Linked DNA regions of Hordeum vulgare: region 1 is linked to region 2. The links are chromatin contacts, called in public Hi-C maps. All regions are on one chromosome and are shown on one strand. Each heading gives the region's core, a stretch centred on a gene start, on an enhancer-like site or on the middle of the called end of the contact. The rest is flanking DNA. Distances are from core to core; before and after follow the strand shown.

Region 1 (6,545 bases), core at 2,548-5,047, 320 kb after region 2:
TTTTATCCTAGGTCGTTTGATCACTGACAACACAATCATTGCATTTCAGTGTATCCATCATATCCAATCAATGAAACAAGACCAATCTTATTGTGCCTACAAGATGGACCTATCTAAGGCGTATGATCGGGTTAGACTCGGATATTTTGGAGAAAGCCCTAACTAAATGGTTTTTTTTGGTGACGTGGATAAATCGTGTTATGGAGTGCATTCGTTTGGTCAGATACTCGGTGAAGTTCAATGGAAAACTGTTAAATAAGTTCTGTCCAAGCCGTGGGCTGCGACAAGGTGATGCATTGTCCCCTTTCTTATTTCTTTTTGTTGCTCACGCCTTGTCCGCATTGTTGCATAAGTCCATTCGGAATGAAGGATTGGAAGCTCTGAAGATCTATCAGAGAGCCCCTCTATCTCTCATCTTCTCTTTGCGGATGATACCTTATTATTTTTTCGTGCTAGACTAGACTAGGCGACTGTTGTCAAGAAGGTGTTGAATACATATGCGGAAGCGATTGGACAATTGATTAATCCTTCAAAGTGTTCCATCTTGCTTGCTAACAACTGTCTGCTTGCTGTCATCACGGAGGTGAGGGGCATTTTAAATGTTTCTCACGAGGTCTTCGAGCCTAAATACCTTGGTTTACCTAACCCGGATGGCAGAATGAGCAAAGGTGTTCTCCAGGCCATATAGGAAAGGCTGAGTAAAAGATTAGTGGATTGGAGCAAAAGGTACATGTACAGCTCAAGTAAGGAGGTACTGATTAAGGCGGTGGCTCAAGCAATTCCCATACATGTGGTGAGTGTTTTGAAGTTACCCATGCCAATTTGTGATGATTTAACTCGTATGATCCGGCAATATTGGTGGGAAGTAAAAGAGGGGAAGCGAAAGATGGCCTGGCTCACTTGGGACAAGATGATATTGCCCAAATCAATGGGTGGTATGAGCTTTAAAGACATGTGAGCTTTCAATCAAGCTCTCCTTGCAAAACAAGCCTCGAGGTTGTTAGAGCATCCTGAGAGCCTTGTTGCATGACTTCTAAAGTCAAAGTATTTTCCTACCGGGGATCTAGTGGACACAGTTTTCATCGGGGACGCTTCTGCAGTCTGGAGGGGTATTGAGCACGTCCCGAAGCTTGTGAAAAGAGGCATGATATGGCGAGTTGAGTTTGGGAGGAAAGTTGGAGTGTGGCAAGACCCCTGGCTACCTAGGGGCCCGTCCCTGTGACCTGTTACTCCTAAGGGGAGATGTCGTCTCAAAAGGGTTGCTCACTTTCTTGACGCACACACGCGATGGAGCGGGCCAGTAAATGTTTGCACTATTCGCTCTATCAGAACTTCGCCCAGCCTAGAGGAGGACTTTATCGCTTGGCATCCACGGAGATACGGGGTTTTGTCTGTAAAGAGCTCCTACCAATTGGTGATGAACGAGCATTTTCCAACACATAATGCAGGTGCCACTGGTGCACGACGAGAGGGTGACCGACCGTGCTAGAACATGATCTGCAAGGAAAATGTCCCACCCAAAATGAGGGCTTTCGCATGTAAGGTTGTGGTTGATGCCCTCCTCACGAATAGCTGCAAGGCAAGGCGACACCTTAATGTGCATGTACGATGTCCTCTTTGCGTTCTGAAGTGGAGGATTCTTTCCATGCGATGATAGTTTGTCCACATGCCCGAAGCATTTGGGGAGAAATGAAGGAAGAATGGCAGCTACCTCACAAGGAGAAATTGATCAACACAGGGTCTGAATGACTGTTCGACATCCCGGGTGACCAAACAGCTAAATCAAGGGCGATGATCATCATGCTTCTATGAAGAATCTGGAGTTTGCGCAATGACATAGTCCATGGGAAGGTGGTTCCACCCGTGCAAGTCTCTCACGCTTTCTTGAGGAGCTACCTTACATATTTTGATCAAGCGCAACGAATCAGTGTGGACGACATTATCAAGGCCAAGCAACCAATGAAGGAGATACCAATCAGGTTACCGCCTATTCGAGTACCGAAGAGACCGTGGCCCAAACCTCCCACGGGCTGGACGCCGCTTTCGGTGCACGGAGCTCTCTTTCCACAGACACGCGAGGCAAGTACCGTCATGGTGCTTCGAAACTGTGACGACTCGATTAGATATTTGTTTCATTGCAAGGATGCTATTGAGGCAGGAATCAATGCTATGTTGGAAGGTCTATCTACGTGCTTGGAACGCACTAATCTCCCAGTGGTTGTCCAATCAGATAACCCAACAACCGCTGTAGCCTTGATGAATGACTCGCTCGATCGTTCTGTCCATGGACATCTCATGACTGAAATAAAGAAGTTACTACAACTTCGGGGTTTTGTTCCGCTAAGAAATGATTGTAAACAAAATAGTGTTGCTCGTAGTCTAGCTAATGTAAGGAGATGTGGAGGTAGCGGTGCTTGTTGGTTGCACCAGGTTCCAAACAGCATAAAAGAGCTTGTATGAGCAAATTGTAACGCTATTTCAGAGGAATAAATACCTCTATTATCACAAAAAGGGGGTTGCTACGCATCCGTCGGGTGATGTTTAGAAAATATCATCCACCTTGATAGCCGTCTGATTTACATGCGTAGCCGTCCGATCCGCGCGCGACGCTTTGGCTGGGCACCCGGTAATTCCCGAGACAACGCTCGAGTTTCTGAAACAATCGCTTTGCTGCAGTCTTTTTTCTTCGCGTGCGCTTCGGTGGACACCCGGTAATTCCTAGGACAATTCTTGAGCTTCTGAAACAATCGATTTGTTGCAGTTTTTTTTCTTCGTTCGCGCTTCGGCTGGGCACCCGGTAATTTCTAAGACAACGCTCAATTTTCTGAAACAATCGCTTTGTTGTAGTTTTTTTTTCTTCGCATGCGCTTCGACTGGGCACCCGGTAATTTATGAGACAACGCTCGAGTTTTTGAAACAATTGCTTTCTTGCAGTTTTTTTTTCTTTCGCGCGCGCTTCGGCTGGGCATCCGGTAATTCCTGAGACAACACTTGAGTTTCTGAAACAATCGCTTTTTTGCAGATTTTTTTCTTCGCGCGCGCTTCGGCTCGTCACCCGGTAATTCATGAGACAACGCTCAAGTTTCTGAAACATAGATAGGCTCAGAAGAGCTTGTAAGGGGAGGAGGCGTCCAACGGGTGGATGAGGTAGGTGAGCACGAGCGCCACGTTCATCAGAAGGTAGGCGACGCCCTGGTCGATCGAAGACGCTGCGCGTATTGACAAGAAAACAAGTGAGAAGAAATTCAGAAGGGAAGAAGCAACTCAAAAGGGAATACGCTAGAGTCTGATGGCTCACCGTCGCTGGTGGGCGCCGGTGCGGGGGCCTGCGCGGCGGCGAGGGCCGGCATGAGAACGGCGAGGAGGAGCGCGGCGGCGGCGATGGCGGCGACGAAATCAAAGAGGGTTCTCGCCATGCGGTTGACGATGTGCTTCAGATGTTTCAGGAATCAGAAAGATGAAGACGTGTGGGGCCCATCTGGACACGTGTTGCGGCGCAAAGAAGGCGGCGGACGCGGCGTTACTTTTCAGTCGGTTGACGGTGAGCGTTTTCCAAAAAAAAATCAGAGTGTTCAAGAGATTAAAAAAAATCAGAGTGTTCAAACTTGAGACAGATTTTTTTTTTGGACAGGACAGATGTTTTGGCCATGCGACGGTGGTCATCTCGCGTATTCGTGTGCGTGGGCAAATAATGTGTCCGATTTTAGCCAGCGAAGTTTTCTTGAAAGGACACTGGAGGGTGGGCCCTGGCGCCGTCACCGCCTGACCATCGTCGTCTGGTACCCCCTAATTCCTACATACTCTTTGCAATAGTATTTCGCCTTCTTCCTCCCCGCGCCCTAGAGCCTTCGATTCACCCCCAAATTCGGCCCCTTCCTTCCGCTCCCTCCTCCTCGCCATGGCGTCAGATACCGAGGGCATAGCCGCGCTGTTCTCCATGTACAACGACGACGACGAAGAGGACGCCGACGAGCCCGGACCTCCTTCCCCGCCGCCGCCCGCCGCGGCAACCTCCCCCTCCACGTCACCTCGAACCGGAGGTGAGAGCTCCAACCGTAACTCGAACCCCGACCCTTCGCCGGAGCATTCGCCCCCTCCCCTCCCCGAGGAGCAGGCCGGCCGCAAAACCCTAGCGAGCCCCCAGGTCTCGCCGGCGCTTCCGCCCCTGCCCTCGCGCCGCACGCCCCCGCCTTTTGCGGTCTCGTCCCCCTCCCCGTCTCGTCCCCCGGTGTCCGCCCCGCCGCCCGATCTACCGCGTCCGCCACGGCGCGGGTCGCTTGCTATAGTGGACTACGCGCACGACGAGATGGCAATGTCGCCTGACCAGGAGGTAGAGCTGGGGGATTATGTCATTGTTAGTAATGCTTTGCTGTAATCTATTGCTTTTCTAAATTGACGATGACGTTGTTACTTGCGGTTTGATTGCAGGACGGGGAGATCATGAGTGGCGTAGGCGGTTTGGGCTCGGATGCTCAGGATGCTGAGGGTAAGCATGCTGTATAATTGTTACCGTGTGCTATGTTCGGTATGCATTCCTACGTTCCAGTAAAAATTAATGTGTCTGGTTAGTTTGATGAAGTGGTGGTACTTAGAATTTTGCTTGTTCAATGTTGCCGATTGCAATGGGTGTTGGTGATTGTGGTTATGCCTCAAGTATACATTTTATCCTATCTGAAGAACATGAATTAGAGATATGACGAAATATAGCTGTAATGACAGATGGATAAGGCACACCAGAAAACCTGAAACACTACTATAGGTCTAATTAGTAACCCTCATGGAGTATGATCATTTATTCATAAGGCAGTAAGATGGAAATCTCTTTCTTTAGCGATGGGTCAATTAAAATAAAAAAATGTAACATATGATTATGCTATATTTGCTTATTTAGTTAATTTGTTGGCTAAAGAGTCATTTGTTAGCACACAACCTTTCTTGTTTTGAATGTGTAATTTCTTTCTGGGTTAGACACTTTAGATGACACACATCGTGTGATCCAGATAGCAAATACACTTTATAATATTTGGGGCAAAAGTCCATAAAAGCTACTGATATCTGATTCTGATGTGCTATCTGCTTCAGATTTGTACCTGGTATCTCATCTGATTGCTAATGTCTATAATACATGGTTTCATTCGTAATGCTCTAGTACAACTGCATATTGCATGCGCGGAAATAACTCAAGCAGAGAAACACGTATTTAAATTATCTAACAAGTACTCAAATCACTGAAACTGCGAGATAACGTTAGCTTGTGTCACAATGATATGAAATAGGTGACATGCGACATACTCCCTCCGTTCCTAAATATAAGTCTTTTTAGAGGTTTCATTAGTGGACTACATACGGATGTATATAGACATACTTTAGAGTGTAGATTCAATCAATTTGTTCCGTATATAGACACCTAGTAAAATCGCTTAAAAGACTTATATTTCGGAACGGAGGGAGTAGATTATTCCTAAACTGTGGATTTTTTCCTTGTGCCACAATGTTTGTCGTGGGAAGTTTTGAAAGTAGTTAATATTTCTATTACTCTATACAGAATATTTGTTGACAAGTATGACCTGAAGAAGAGCGAAGACATAGCTGGAACCATGAAAATAGAGGATGCTACAGATATTCTTATTTCCATGTGTTAGCATTTGATTATTTGGCTACTAATAACCTCGGCAACAGATTTGTAGGTTCTTTAATTTTGCCCAGAGTACATTTTCTTGCTAACTCAAACTTGGAACACTTTGGGTTTGTTTCGATTGTTGACCAAATATTACCTTGCCATTTTTTTTGGCTATGACCAAAATATTAATCTTTATCTGGATGAGTGCCAACATTTTGGCATGCCAATGCTCCTTTCCAATCTCTAGTTCATTTTTTTAGCGAGTGCTGGCCAATTTATGGGCAAGCAAAACATGAACCGAAATTTTGGCTAGCCAATCTTTTGGTAGGGCAACCTTGGGCGACAACCAAACACACCCTTTGGGCCCTTGACCGCAGACTGCATCAGAGGTGTCACAAATTTTTGGAAGAGACTTCATTTTTAATAGATATTCTCCTTTGATAACTTGTTACTTGTGATAAACAGATTTGCAGTAAACAAATGTATACATTCTCTTTTCTTGATTTACTATGTGAACTTTTGATATTATGTTGGATTTCAATTCTGGTGTTGCTTGACGTACATATTTCTGTCGTGTGTAGAAGTGTTTTAAGTTGAAGGTATTGTTCGCCTTTTGTGCAAAATCAAATCATAACAGTCTCTACACTTCTATTCATGTGCAAGAAATTGAACGCATTCTATTTTATTTTTATTGTTGGAACACTTGATATTATGTTAGACTTCACTACTGGTATTTCTTGACGTACATATTTCTGTCATCTGTAGAAGTGTTTTCAGTTTAGTTACTGGCTCTCTTCACCTTTTTGTGGAATCATTACAACATCTACACTTCGATTTTATATCCAGCCTGCTTCATATTTCTATCTTTATCTTGTAGGGATTCTTGAAGAAAGAGTTCTCTCAGGTACTGTTCATATTCTGACTC
Region 2 (6,933 bases), core at 4,390-6,889:
ACTTCATGGATTCTTGTTTTCTGGGCTGAGAGATGTAGGGATGGGGAGAATCGCCTTTCTTCTTCTTTCTATTCATCTCATCTTTGAATTTTGCTTTCATGGCTAGGAAGGCGTGGAAGGAGAGCAGGGAATATAGGGGTAGGGTGGGAGGGACTGTGCGATTTTCCAACAAAATTAACTTGGCAATTTTCAAACTATTAGATAGGTAAGGGAAGACATCTTTTTTTAAGAATCTATTTGAATGCTTCCTACCATGGCAAATCTTTACACAGCTAATCTTTCCTTTTTCCAATGGCAACCGATCTTTCATATAGGTAAATTGCATGTGTTTTATCCTGGTAAATCATGATTTTTGCTCGCTAATCAAGCAGGGGCAAAAAAAGAGTGAGCGGGTGAGTGACATGCGGTGCACGCCTTTTGGGCCACGCTGAGGGGTATCTTCGAGCAAACGAATATGTTCGTTCGTTTCTACCTTGTTGTGGGAACGTCCGTGTTATTGATGTCCACAAATAAGACGGAAAAGGCAGCTGCTTTGTTGAGAAAGCAAGGGGAAAGGAAGAAAGAGCCATCGTGGATAGAGAAAAAGTGAAAAGGACAGGGAGAGAATTCATCTAAGAACTAGATGGAAATAATGTTTCATCATTCTACTAATGTGGATTATGGAGGCTACGGCATGTCGGCATGGTACTGCCCTTATTGAAGTCTGAAGATGCCCTTACAAATTCACTTGACCAGTACATCTTGATATTTTCTCCGAACAAGAATGCCCATGCCTTGCCACTGAAAGAAAAGTCCAAGCGCACGTGTGCTACTACGCTGCTGAAGTAACCAGATCCGGTGGTCACAGGTGCAACTTTTTTATTTTTTATTTTTGAAATGCTACAAGTGGGACTTGCTTTCAAAGAAAAGCTAAGCTTGCACACAAGAAACCCATGACAACAATACCCACACAAGCACACCGCAGGGATACGTGCTTTCACTCTCAGGCACAACCGAGACACACACATCAAGCACAGCGGTCATGATTATATCAAACGTCTTCTTCAAACATCCTACAAATAAATATATAAAGCTATTACTAGCATTTCCCCGATCGTATCATATTAATGGTCGACACCCATCGCCCAACGATGTTGTCGTCTCCGTCGGTCGCCGTCAGCGTTCGTCGTCGGATCCAGGGAAAAGAACACGGGCGCGGATACGATGGGGACACGACGACGATGCGCAAATGCGGAAAAATCTTTATCTCCGCAGATGCGCGACCACGGGCCCCAGCCCGCCAACTCCGGGCCGCGCACCGCCGCACACGGCGCTTTCGTGGCCGAACGCCGGCCCCTCCTCTGTCCCCCCCGCGCCCTGGCCCAGCCGACGGTCTGACCGCGCGTGCCGACCTGCCGAGGTAGGCCATCATATCCATCGTCACGTACGCCATGCCCAGGCTGCTCACGTGCCATTTCCCTGGACGGACGACAGGCCGGAGGCAACTGCACGAATCTGGACTTTTGCACACGATTATGCGGATCAGAAAATGTAAGATTCGGAATCCAGTGGACATGGCACAGCACCTGGATGCATGTTGTTGGTGGTAAAACAACTCGCCGGCGACCCCATCACGCATGCATGTGCGCGTACCAAGGGTGCATGCGATGCATGTTGCACCGAGCTAAGTTTATTCCTCAATCAGTTTGTTCCTGAATTAACGGTTGCCCAAAATTATTCGGTTCGGCTGATAAACCAACAGCAGGAGTACTACACACATACACAATCAGCTAGGACTAGTAATTAATTAAGCAGAGAAGTAATACGTCCATTTAAACAGCGGCCAGGGCGACGCCATATCTAGCTCCGTCTCGGACAACATTGTGTTATGCTCTCCAGAGAAGCGAGCTCGTAAGAGTTAACCGCGCTCATCATCAGTGCCCTGCCCGAGCTGGTCAGGGGGCTCCCGTCCCACACTACAAGAGATGCTCCTCCTGTCAGTTCCACACGACTCCGGCCTGTTTCTAGCTTGGAGAGAGTCGCTCCTCCTATCCCCGTTAGCTCTAGGGGCAGTGGCGCCAGTAACCTTCAAGGCCTGCATGAAGCAAAGAAATGATCAAAGGGTCCTAGATACATAGCTCATGGGGCAATCACATACTTCAATTCACCTCAAAATTTGAAAATCCAAGCCCCTGCAACATATATACACCATAACAAGAACACCCTCAGCCCCTACAACATATATATACCATAATAAGAACACCCTCAGCCTTCAGGTGAACAATCAAACATGTTTCGACGTTTCGATGCCAAGGGGGCAATGTTTGGTTGGTGGTCTAAAACCAACCATACCATAATTTTGGTAACTCTTTACTTCTTTAGATGGGTGCCAAATTTTTGGCATGCCCATACCACCTTGCAAACCCCAGTTCATTTTTCTTGCCAACATTTGCCAAATTCTAGCTACCCAGGTTTGGGCTCAAGCCAAAGATGTCCCTAGAAAGTTCGAAAGTGCTTCTCAAATGAAGGTCGACCAGAATAAAAACAAATCTTGCAGGAACACTCCGGTGTTAGCTTCAGCTCCATAATAGGCGCAGCTTATGTAACTACATATACAGCTCTCAAAATTCTATCTGAGTAAAGTCATGAATCTATACCGTCAATTTTGATTCACCAAGCTGTATACAATTAAGGAGTAACTTTTCGAGTGTCGGGCAGTGGGTAAATGTGTATGGTTGGTCGAACTAATAACTAAAAATGTGCTCCATGTGTTTGTTCACATTTGTGCACCCAATGTCGGCATTATATCAAGTACGTATTTAATAAGGATCTAACATGGTATAGGTTATCATCAATTACAGAGAAGGGAGAAATACATTAACTAAAACGTCCGATCGAGTGAGTAGCTTATAATTGATTATATTTGCTAGATATTTCCATAACTAGGATGTAATTTATATTATTTTCATCATAAAGTGCAGCAGACCTTCTTTCAGCTTGAGAATTATTGTGATCGCAGAGAGAGACCCACATACCACACCACAGAAACCTATGCTATTAAAGTGTGGTTCCAACCCCTCTCCACTTGAGAGGTAAATATGAAAGCACAAAATCATGCAAAGCGCAGCTCTTTAGGTGAAAATAAAGGTGTTTCTACCCTTAATGAGTATTAGCCAAGCAGCGCATCTGATTCTCCACTCTACTTCAGGTGATGAAAAATATATATCCACACAAATTGGTAGTAAAAGCATCTGAAAAACAAAGGACCACTGTTGTATAATCGACAAGCTTTCTTAGAGAAATGCAGAGCAACCCCCTCTCTCTCGAACAAATATCGTGTGCTTAAGAAACAAATGAAACAATCTACAATCATTTCAACAGCCACAAACTAGGTTGATTAGAACTTCGACCAATTTATTTCAGTTCGTTTTCATCAAGTGCTCGTACATCTGATTAGAACTACGACCAATCAAATCAAGAACTATTTCAGATCTTTCTTTTGTGTAGTAGACATTTCAATTGTTGACAGTTTTCAAAGGATGAGGTGAGTAGATCAAACCGCATTGGGTTACAGATTAAAATCTTCCAATTACTTGTTAAAATTACAATTATTTGTTAGAAACTCACAATTAGCAAAAGAAAACATATACGATATGCTAGGTAACATATTGACAAAATTAGCACGAGTAAAGATAGATTGATAAATCCCTCTAGAAGGCAATTTTACGATACATAAACTTCAATCAGGTAAGAAAGGTATTACTTAGCATGTGGTGCACAAGATAGAATCGTTTGAGCATGTGATTTTAAGATACAAAAACTACATACCAAAGCATCAAATAATACCATTTTCCACACAACATGTCATGTTTAAGAAACACCTTTTATTATTTCATATTTACCTCAAACACAAAAGAAAAAGCGAGGAAAAATTGTTACCTTTGGCCTACTCAGAAATGGTAGGTGTATTTGGAACTGGGACCATCTGGTGCACAAGATGCTCCATTCCTGGCTTCAATTCCTTGTTGCAGAAATCATCATACTCTTCCTTATCCCCCGCCTTCTTTTTTACCTCCACTACTACAAGGGAGGGTGTGAGTTCAAATATCTCTGCGCCGATTGTTAGTGGCCCCTTAACTCCTTCCCTTGTACCCTCTAGGCTCACCCGCCAATCCTTCTTCCGCACCGCAAAGCTCTTCACATTTGCGATCTCCTCCAATTTCGTTATAATGTCCGACATAGGTTCACTCGAGATGAATCTCACCTCGTCCCCTTTTTCCTCAAACAGCCCCGACAAGTTGAATCCCCTTGAGAATGATATGATATCGAATGCATTAAGACTTGCGGGGCGTGGGAGTGGCCCGCGGAGCCTCTGGCGCTCTTCAAATGACGATGTGGCAGGGCAGGACATGACTGATGAGTCCGATTCTGACCCTGAGTCATTTCCATCAACTTCTTGCGGAGGTGGAGGTGGAGGTGGCAATGGTTGAGGAAGAGGATCAGAGAGACCCAAGTCGAGCATATCGTTCTCGGCGTCTATGACGTTGTACAGCTGGTCATCTTCAATATAGAACTTGACCGGCCGGAAACCTTTCTTGAACCACCGGCTCTCCATGACCTCCGGCAAGGTGATCCTGGTGCTCGGGTTTGTGTCAAGAAAACGCATGATCAAGCTCGTGAGGTCCTTGGAGAACCACCTTGGACACCGGAACTCTCCCTTGTAAACCTTACGGTACATGGCCATGAGGTTCTGGTCATGGAAAGGGAGGTATCCGGCCATGAGAACGAAGAGGATGACGCCGCAGGACCATATGTCGGCCTTGGCGCCTTCGTATCCGCGGCGGGCGAGAACCTCGGGGGCGACATAGGCCGGGGTGCCGCAGAAGGTGTGGAGGAGGCCCTCTGGCTGGAAGGGCTCGGCGACGGCGGAGAGGCCGAAGTCGGAGACCTTGAGGTTGCCGGCCTCGTCGACGAGGAGATTCTCCGGCTTGAGGTCGCGGTGGAAGACCCCGCGGGTGTGGCAGAAGCCGACGGCGGAGATGAGGTGCTGGAAGTAGCGGCGGGCGGTGTCCTCCTTGAGGCGGCCCTTGGAGACGCGGGAGAAGAGCTCGCCGCCGCGGACGAGCTCCATGACGAAGTAGATCTTGGTCTTGGTGGCCATGACCTCGAAGAGGTGGACGATGTTGGGGTGGCGCACGCGGCGGAGCACGGCGATCTCGCGCTTGATGTGCGAGACGAGGCCGCTCCGCACGGCCTTCTCCCGGTCGAGCACCTTGATGGCCACGCTCTCGCCGGTCTGCAGGTGCCGCGCGTGGTACACCTTGGCGAAGGTGCCTTTGCCCAGGACGCGGCCCAGCTCGTAGCGCCCCATCAGCAGCCCGCGGGAGCCGGTGCCGCCTCGCTTGGCCGCCGCCGCCGCCGAGGCCGAGGAGGAGGAGGAGGAAGGGGACGGCAGCCGCGCGGCCTGCGGAGACGGGTCGGGCGGCGGCGGCTTGACGGCCGCCATGGACGGGTGGTGGAGGGAGGCGAAGACGAGGCGAAGGGGATTAGGTGGAGGTGGAGCAGCCGGCCTCGAAGGAGGTGAGGTGAAGTGGAGGGGGAGGGAGCTTAACGGCTCTGCGAAAACTATTTCTCGTTTCCTTTCCTCTCCGCCTCCTCTATGCAGTATGGCTCTCTGGTCCGTGGAGCATGCCTTGGGCTTCGCTTGGGAGGGCAGATATTTTTCGCGTGTCATCGCATTTTGCATTTTTTTTGTATTTTTATATGGGCTTGTTTCTGCCAATTGCTGGGGTCTCTTCGTGCACAGCTTTTGTGCCCTATTTCGAGGATATTCTTTTTCTTTTGCGTAAAGCTCTGGCTGTTGCCAAGCAAAGCAAAGCGAACGGTGGATTTTTAAAAAGAAAAATTAGGGGAAAGCAAACGGTGGATTGGGAGTCGGTATACCAGCTGTAAATAAATTTGCCACGCGAAAAAGGAAGGAAGCTCAAGCAGTTTTATAATTTGTTCACTCGCTTCTATACTATCAAGAAAGTCGGTAGTCCTATTCTCAGCACGGGCTCAACTGCTCCCGCTCAAAAAAAATTACTAAAAAATTCAAACAAAATCTAAGAAAATTGTGTGGTAGATAATTTGATGCATGACGTCGGCTCTAAATTTCATCTTATTTGACATCTGAGAAGCTCTCAGCAAAAAAAATAAATTAGGTCAAAAAAATTGTAAACAGTCAACCTTTTTCACAGACCCAATTTTTATTTTTTTATCGAGAGCTGCTCAAATGTCTAAATAAGATAAAATTTGGAGCGGACCGCACGTATCAAATTGTCTACAATACAAAAAAAATTGGAATTTTTAAAAAAATTCTAATATTTCTTTTTATTTTTTTTTCGTGAGCCCGGGTGCAGATGCACCCGGGTGCCGAAACACCCTGCCCCTAGAAAGTGTACTTCTTTTGCCTTTTGGTTTGTTTGTGTTTTTGCTCCAACAGACCTTATATTTACTTTACTATATTTTGGAATGGTTTGTTTGTGCTTTTGCTCTAACAAACCTTATATTTACTTTACTGTATTTCGGAACAGTGGCGGATCTGGAACTTAATCATTGTAGGGCAACATTATAAAGGATAACATTTTTTTAAAACACAATACAAATAGCTAATAAATTACATAATATACATATAAATACACTAGTAAAAAATGTTCTGTAAATTGTTTGTGGGGCCATTGCCCCCACCACCCAACCACTAAATTCGCCTTTGTTTTTGAACATTGAAGCATTTACGTTGTTAACAACAAGTCTTTCAGTTGTTGCATATTGATTTTCATCTAGAAGGTGTTCAAAATGTTTGATCTCGCAACTCTAAACAGTTATAGCTGCTAAGCAAGTTGCTAGCGTGTACTTCGTGATCCTCTTATGTTTTTGTCGTGGATATAATTTGTTTGAAGTCACAAGAATTCA

Evidence for each region. Hi-C and Micro-C count contacts between places; a contact is called where the count stands out from the background.
Region 1: a Hi-C map of seedling shows a contact between it and region 2, with 4 times the contacts expected there. The contact joins the promoter of LOC123444456 here to the promoter of LOC123444455 in region 2. A contact is called at or near these places in 1 of 6 Hi-C or Micro-C datasets (seedling) and 1 of 1 datasets of contacts at active chromatin or transcription factors (embryo).

The regions. Positions count from the first base shown.
Region 1 is chr3H:495,594,822-495,601,366 of MorexV3_pseudomolecules_assembly, forward strand. LOC123444456 (SAP30-binding protein) reads left to right here and starts at 3,798. Exons shown (of 8, transcript XM_045121167.1): 1 at 3,798-4,330; 2 at 4,429-4,486; 3 at 6,498-6,545. The coding sequence starts at 3,899. It overlaps LOC123441921 (arabinogalactan protein 16-like), which reads right to left and starts at 3,416. Exons shown (of 2, transcript XM_045118090.1): 1 at 3,299-3,416; 2 at 3,103-3,209. The coding sequence starts at 3,416. The coding sequence ends at 3,103.
Region 2 is chr3H:495,272,597-495,279,529 of MorexV3_pseudomolecules_assembly, forward strand. It overlaps LOC123444455 (CBL-interacting protein kinase 19-like), which reads right to left and starts at 5,640. Exons shown (of 2, transcript XM_045121165.1): 1 at 3,919-5,640; 2 at 1,673-2,074. The coding sequence starts at 5,485. The coding sequence ends at 3,926.